Regions from separate parts of the Sparus aurata genome. Here region 2 is linked to region 1. A link is a contact called in public Hi-C data. All regions are on one chromosome and are shown on one strand. Each heading gives the region's core, a stretch centred on a gene start, on an enhancer-like site or on the middle of the called end of the contact. The rest is flanking DNA. Distances are from core to core; before and after follow the strand shown.

The links. Hi-C and Micro-C count contacts between places; a contact is called where the count stands out from the background.
Region 2: a Hi-C map of skeletal muscle shows a contact between it and region 1, with 7 times the contacts expected there. The contact joins the promoter of pdcd2l here to the promoter of znf277 in region 1. A contact is called at or near these places in 2 of 2 Hi-C or Micro-C datasets (skeletal muscle and an unstated tissue).

What each region holds. Positions count from the first base shown.
Region 1 is chr8:1,654,859-1,658,973 of fSpaAur1.1, reverse strand. It overlaps znf277 (zinc finger protein 277), which reads left to right and starts at 2,373. Exons shown (of 12, transcript XM_030426801.1): 1 at 2,373-2,417; 2 at 2,791-3,004; 3 at 3,100-3,188; 4 at 3,588-3,670. The coding sequence starts at 2,378.
Region 2 is chr8:1,791,872-1,795,986 of fSpaAur1.1, reverse strand. pdcd2l (programmed cell death 2-like) reads right to left here and starts at 1,983. Exons shown (of 2, transcript XM_030426460.1): 1 at 1,233-1,983; 2 at 1-428. The coding sequence starts at 1,731.

The DNA of each region.
Region 1 (4,115 bases), core at 1,124-3,623:
CGGTCTGAATCAGAACCTCATCATATCTGAGCTGCGTCTGTCTGCGGCTGCCCGCCCGCCCGCCTCTCTCCAGGGTTTAATTAGAGCCGCTGAGCTCCCCGTGAATAATGTAGCACCTGAACACACCTGAGCGGGCAGCTGGAGAGAGGCCGAGAGAGCACCGCCCTCAGAGAGAAGGAGAGAGAGACAGACAGAGGAGAGAGAGAGACAGACAGAGAGAGAGAGACAGACAGAGGAGAGAGAGAGACAGACAGAGGAGAGAGAGAGACAGACAGAGACAGAGAGATAGAGAGAGAGAGAGAGACAGACAGAGGAGAGAGACAGAGAGAGAGAGAGAGAGAGAGAGACAGAGAGAGAGAGAGAGAGAGAGAGAGGGAGAGAGAGAGAGATATTGTGAACCACAGTCATGCCAATAAAGCTTGTTGAAATTGAAATTGACAGACAGAGAGGATGGAGAGAGACTTCAGAGGATTTAAAGGTTTCATCTCATTTTAATCAGAACATTAATGAACAAACAGAAAGATGAACTTGTTATTTCTGAAGGACAGTCGTACTTTTATTCATCTGATGCATCTTCATTCACATTTAGATGAACTGCTCCTTTTTAAATCTACATTTTCTACATTTACTCAAGTACAATTTTTTTTTTTACTCGTCCTTCACTCGAGTATTTCATTATTCAGACGTTGTACTTCCAACCGGCTTCATTCTGGAGACAAATGCTGTAATTTACCCCACTTTTTATTTATTTTTCATTTAAATTACTAGTTACTTTGCAGATTACATCTGAGCTGAAGTAGTTCTTCACTAGATTAATTTATTTATTTATCTACAACAGATTAAAATAATCAACCGGGCTGAAAATAACCAGTCAACCTGCTGTAAAGTATACAGGTTATACACAAGTATAGATAAGCTGTATATATGCATCATTTTACTGAAGTAGTATTTGTGTCAGTCACTTATTACAACACTGACTGATAGTATTAGTATAATGTTATGAACAGTGTTTGTGCTGAATGGCTGTTTGTGTTTACACATCACTGACATTTACACAATCTCCCTGTTTTTCAGCACCTAATGTTGGAGGATATGAATTTTAGTGAAGTCTTAAATGTTTTCAACAAAATTCACCTTTGCACCTTTAAAGATACTCCACAAGCAGAAGATCCTGTGTCATTAAAAGTGGACAATATCTTACTCAGACTCATTATATTGTTATAATCAACATAAAATACTTCTTGATTTTCACGATAATAATAGCAGCATCTCAAAAAGTGTTGTGTTTTAAAATGTTTGTGTATATAATAATAATAATAATAATACTCATAATACTACTACTACTACTACTACTAATAATAATAACAACAACAACAACAACAACAACAACAACAACAACAGCAACAATAATAATAATATGCACTTTAGTAAATCTAATTATTTCCATCACTGGTTTACATTATTTTGATAATTAATTTGAAGAAGTGTGCTGTTTAACAATAACATCAACAGTTCTGCTCATATTATTGATGAACTGTATAATTCTATCAAACAGCATGAAGACATCTTGATCATATTTGTGTTGGAGAAACAACAAAGAGTCGAGTGGCTGCAGGACGATGAACTGTGAGCTGTTTGTGCCACCTGGTGGTCAAAGTTCAGTAACACATCAACACTTTACTGAGAGAAACTTACAGTGTGAACACAAACAGAACCTTTAATCAGCCGGGTCACCAACTGTTAGATCCTCTGTGTTCGGACCCACAGGACGCCCGAGATCCTCACATTCACTGTGTTTCCACAAACTTATAATAATGTGTTTAGTCAAGTTGTCCCTTAATGTTTTACTCCGGACATGATGACATTGTTTCCTTTGTTATTGCTGCTGAGGATGAGTAGATCATACCGGAGAATGAACAGGGACATTTTCATACAGATAAATGTGGTTTTACATGATGCCTTCAGGGACATGTTCAGAGGTTCTGGGGGCAGAGAGCAGGTCAGCCAATGTGTGAGAGTCTGAGTGTGGAGGTGAACAAATGTATTAACTTTTTCTTTTTTTTAAGGCAAACCACATTCAGCTGTCATGCAAACGCTTCCCTACAGCTCATCTATTGATCTTCAGTAATCAACATTGATTGTGTGAAAACGTATAACAAAATAAAAACTTTAACCCGGATGTATCTCGTCAGTCCCAGTGACACAGTGTAATAGTTTAGATTCTGAACATGTAATAATTGACATATAAACATGAGATTTGATGATAGTTCAAAACACTTAAACGCACCGTGCCGCGTGTGCGTTTTACCTGAAGTCCCTGAATGCAGCATACTTTTTTCCAACCTCTGATTGGTCAATTCGCGGCTGTTTTCACCACATGACACTAAAGATGGCCGCCTGTGACGGGAGTGAACACGGTATGTTGAGTTCTCAGACGCGTCAGAGGCTTTAATGAGGCAGTTTCCAGCTCGGAGCGGATTGTTCGTCTGTAAATAAACTCAGAGTCTGTCGGACATTAATGTAGCTGGAACAGGCGCGAGCTGTTTACTTTGTAATGGAGCTAAACAATTAGCAGCTAGCCGACTATGCTAACAGGCTAACCTCCTGCTGGAACCACAGTGACTCAACTGCTGTTTTAATGATTTAATGACAGAATATAATTAACTGTCACTCACGTTACAACCTGTTAATGTGTTAAATTAAGAGTGTAACACCTACCTGTTTTGATGTACCTGTGTGTGTGTGTGTGTGTGTGTGTGTGTGTGTGTGCGTGTGTGTGTGTGTGCTCAGGTCAGGACAGTATACTGGAACCGCTGTGTTTTCCAGAGCAGCCAGCTGATGGCACCAGTGCTCCCAGTCCTCAGGGGCCTGGCTCCGAGCTGCTGGTGTGCCTGTTCTGCCCCGAGTCCGTCCCCCTGCTGCAGAAGGACCTCCTCCTCAAACACCTGCTGCTGGAGCACAAGCTGGTCATCGCAGATGTCAAACTCATCGCAGACCTCCCAAAGTATGAAGCGTAACGGCCGGCTGCTGAATCATCCTCCGTCATGCTGCAGGTGAAGTGACGCTGATGCTCTTCTGATGCGTTTCCTGTTTCATCAGGTACATGTTGTACTGGAGGGGCAGATTCCTGGAGCAGCCGGTCACAGATTTCTGCAGCGTGATCAAGACAAACTCCACCGGACCTGTCGGTGAGTCCACAGAACTTCTTCTGAGGAACCTTACAACCAATGACACACACAAACGGTTTCCATCCACCGCTGCAGACGTTCAGAAACCAGCCAGCTGTGGGATGATCAGGATTAGTCAGCTGTGCTTTTACATAACATTAAACCGTCAGTAGCTCTCAGATTGGCAGGTATTAAATATGATGGACTAGCCCAAAAAATTATATTTTGTGGTATGTAACATATATACATATATGTAAAATATATATTTATAACCTGCTTGTGTTGTCCGGTGTTTTCCTTCAGTCTGATCATTTCTCTGTTAAAGAAACAGACTTCATCTTCCTGATGAGAAGCTGCTTAACGATGCACATATTATAACTCATGTCTGATTTAAAGCTCGTCCTCCTTTTGCTCTCACAGAGAAGCAGGAGGACTACTTCCTGCTGTGTGACGTCCTTCCAGAGGACCGAATCCTCCGAGAGAGGCTCCAACAGAAACGACTGGTGAGATCTGACACCAAGTCCAACATCAGCCTCATCTCGGCGCCACTGTAGAACTCTGCTGTCATTTTCAGACCTGCTGACATGAATTTAAAAGCTGAAACACATTTTGTAAGACGACACAATTCAAACCAATGTTCACCAGATTCCTTTTAAAGACACAATTCTCCAGTTAAATGAGAGATTGTGGATTTGTCCGCCTGTTTCTTTACACTCAATGTCTCAGCCACAATAAGAGGTGGCGGTGTTGTTCTTCCTCTGTGGTGTTTGTCTGACGGTGTTGTTCTTCCTCTGTGGTGTTTGTCTGACGGTGTTGTTCTTCCTCTGTGGTGTTTGTCTGACGGTGTTGTTCTTCCTCTGTGGTGTTTGTCTGACGGTGTTGTTCTTCCTCTGTGGTGTTTGTCTGACGGTGTTGTTCTTCCTCTGTGGTGTTTGTCTGACGGTGTTG
Region 2 (4,115 bases), core at 734-3,233, 140 kb before region 1:
CGTCCTGGATCCTCCGCAGGAGCCGCACGCCGGAACCACCTGAGCCATGTTGGACGGCGGCTCGGAGATGAAGAGCGGTTTTCCGCCGCGACAGTAGCGCAGAATCTGCTGAGGACACAGCGAGATCCTCTTCATGAACCTGGAGAAGACGGCGTCTCCGTGCCGGGCTCTCGTCTTCTCGTACTTCTCCTCCCCGCCGCCACCCTCACCGTCCTCCAGCTCTCCCACCGTCACTCCCTCCCTCCTCTCGTACTCCTTCAGCAGCTTCTGAGCGTGCTGCAGGTCGTCTTCCTCTCCACCCAGATCTGCCTCCTCCACCACACTGACAAAGAAAGGGCGGAGGACAGGAACAGGAACAGGAACGTCCTCCGGTGACTCTCCCAAACTGAGACCCTGCAGGCAGCTGCTGACGTCACTCCCACCGGCTGCTGGACAGAAAGGAAACAGAGTGAAAGAAGAAGAAGAAGGAGTTCTTCTGACAGGAAAATCTGAGGGATCAGTTTATATAAGGGAGAAGCTGGTGTGCATGTCAGACTGTGAGGTGACAGAAACATTTCAGCTGCAATCTGTTCGTGTTCTACAAATTAATCTGGAAATCTTCTGTTCATTAAAGTGGAAACAGACAAACGTTCCCCTCCAGAGTTTAAAGATGACAATCAGATCATTCATTCCATCTGTAATGGAGCCATGACAGCAGAGAGTCATATCACAGAGGTGTCAGGATTCTACAGCAGACTGAGACCTGATGGTGGACCAGGACCTGGTTGGTAATAAACAGAAGCCCTGAGAGGCGAGTGAGGAAAATATCCTGCTGATCATTTTTCTCAGTCTGATCTAAACTGTTGTCTCTCCGTGTTTATGACTTATTAAATATTTGAAACAACTGTTTTGCCAGAATTATTTTTCCTTCATTTGTTCCTCACTTGTTCTCTAAAGGCTTCCGTAGAACCGGGATTCAAAAATCAACTAATAAATGATGATGTATAACTACCAGTGAGTATATTCCCCACACACATATCAACACAGTTTATTATAAAGTACTTAGTTACTTATTAATGTAACGAACACATTCACACCTCTCTCACTGTAATAAAGTACTTAAACTTTATCCTGATGCTAAAACTTTAAGTCAGATTTTGAACGCAGCTCTTTAACTTGTAACTGAGTATTTCTACTCAGCAGTACTACTTTCTTTACTTCAGTTACATATCTGAGTACTTCTTCCTCCTCACCATCTGCTTCAGGAGCTGCTGCCTCCTCTTGAACCTGGCTGTCCTTCTTCACACCTCCTCCTCCTCCCCATCCATCCTCCTCCTCCATCCCCCAGTCATCAGCGGTGTCACACCAGTCTGTGGCCGCCAGAGGAGCCTCCTGAGCCGGGGGAGGCCGGCTGGGTGTCCGCGCTGCTGCTGCCGCCACCTCCGCCTCCAGGCACTGAGAGCGGAGCACCCTCCAACACTCCGCCCCGCTGCTGCACTCGGCACCCGGGCACGCGAACAGGTGGAGGTGTCTGTGGTAGGGGGAGACATCCAGGGGACAGTACACCTGCACCACATGGAGCAGCGGGGCTCCGCAGCGTCCACAGCGGGGAGACAGCCGGGGAATGCCCGGCAGCCAGTCCGGCTGACCCCCGACTTTGTTGGTCAGATATGAAGTCTGGTGCCGCTTAGTGTCGATCTCTCCATCACACAGTCCGACCAGAGTTCCCTCCTGAGCGGGGGCCGCCATCATCCCTCACATGTTAAAAACACCGACCGGAAGTCAAAGTGAGCGTCGAGGGTCCGTCACCAAAACAACACCGCCGGCCGGATGTTCGTTAAAGTTGTAGAAATACATGTAAACTGTTGTAAATGTGGCCGAAGCGAGCAGTAAAATAGTTCTGTTAATAAAAATAATACATACGCGTGAAAATGTGAAGAATGTCTGTTAAACTGAAGTAAATTTAGAAAGCTTCCTACAGGACGGACATCGTCACTTCCGTTAAAGTAACGGAAGTAAACAGCGAGATAATTTCAGTTTAAGTGGTTTTGTCTTAAATAAACTGGAAAAAATAACTTTATTGTGTTTTGATAACTGTCTTAATTCAATATTAATTAAACGTAATTTTTAAACGTTGAATGGAACTAGCTTGATTAGCAATTTCCGGTTTTGTATCAGCTCCTACAAATTAAAAGCACTAAAGTAGAACTGGCTAAGTAGCCAAAAGTCATGCTAGAGTGAAAGTTCAGATATGGCTTCCGGATATTAACTTTAATTATCAATCATGATTATTTTCCTGAGATCTGACTGCCTACTAGATGTTTAACTTGCAGAAATTGTATCAATTATAACCAGTATGTGATCTGTTGATTTTTCACACCTGTACACCTCCAAAAGGACGTCAACCATAACTGTGACATTTCTAATTCTACAATTCCATTTTATCCAGTTATCTTCCTTCTCTCCCTACTATACTTGTCTTTTTATAACTGTATTAACATAATGAGTAAATGCACGTTTAAACTGTGTGCAGTGGACTGAGTTTATTCAGGCAGGTTTTCTCATGTTTCTCACAATACACAACAAGCAGGGTCATTTTAAGTTACATGACCCCTTGGAATTTTTTACCATCTAAATTCCTTGAAGCACACAAAGTGAACATTGTGCAAAATAGTAGAGCCAATATTAGCCTATCACAGATATATCCGTATCAGCGTATATATTGTCCAATATGAAAACCTTATATTTAAAAACTACAAATACAGAATGGAGAAAGTCTCCATGGAGTCAGAATGGAGATAAAACAGCTGGTGTCAGGAAATGTAACAGCTTCCTCACTGATGGTGAAACTATAAACCAGCACAAAAATGACAATTACCAACATAACATAAGCCACGAGACTTTTACAGTAATTATTCCCGGTAATAAACTGAAGGTATCACAAAGGTATCCTTCTGGATTTCAAAGTAAACGATGACGTGAGAAACAAAACAAAAACAAAGTAGTACTTCTGAGACTACTTTACAGTTTTAGTGTGTACTTTTTGAGTAATACTTTGTCAGAATCCTTAACGGAGAACAAGAATAAGGATTTTTCACCCAACTTTGATGTGTAATAAAAAAAATTACTTTCCATAATATAAGTAGTCCAAGATTCATATACTGCTGAACGCAGTACTTCCTGGACTACTTGTCTGTTTTATAGGACGAGATGTTAATATCCTGAGTATCCCACTTATTAAAAACAAAGATAGGAACATTAATATTTGACAGGAGTTTTTGCCTCAATTAAAGAATGTTTGTGAGTTTGCTTAATTAAAGAAAAAACCTCCTGCTTGTATTAAAAACACCAAAACATGCCAGAATGTTCCATTGTGAGCGACAGGAGATTCTGAATGCAGTGATGAGGACTGAATCCATTGATCTGGATTGGGAACGATGGAGAAACAACAGCGAGTTAAGAAAACTGTTTGTTCTCCTCCAGACATCAAGTTTAGAATTGAACACAGAGCTTCTGATGATCGGTGGCGCTCTTGAGTTTGAAGTCTATACGACTGAGAGTTTGAGTCTGTTTGCCAGCAGCACAATGTTTCCTACTGATCTGACAGAAAATATTTGACAACACCAGGCTTGTAAAATAAGTCTGACTCATTTAATGCTACTGTTATGACCAGGGCCGAGGGGAAACCCTGATCCAACATTAACATGAGAATCTCCTCTTCCTGTTCCCCAAGCACCACATCCACCACCACCACCACCACCAGCAGCAGCAGCAAGGAAGCATTTTTAGATGGTTTTATTTAAAACATGCATGTTACACAATCAACTATGCTGGCAGTCTGGGACATCAGAGGAGAGCCCCAGATTAAAGCTAGGGTCTACAATCCTGTAGAGCTAGCAAGATTTGAACGTGGTACCTCCTGTAAGTTATGATTATCAAGGGAACTCCTCGGCCTCCTGACGCCAGCTGTGCACCGTACTGCGCCGTTGCGGACTCAAACCGCAACCGGTGGGGATTGCCGGATGGCGGAGCAAAACCGAATCGGAGCCGGAACGCAGCGGACCCCTATCCAGTGGAAACTGGGTCAACTCATTAGCCATTCTCATGGCTAAAAACAACACACAAAGAAGCTAACG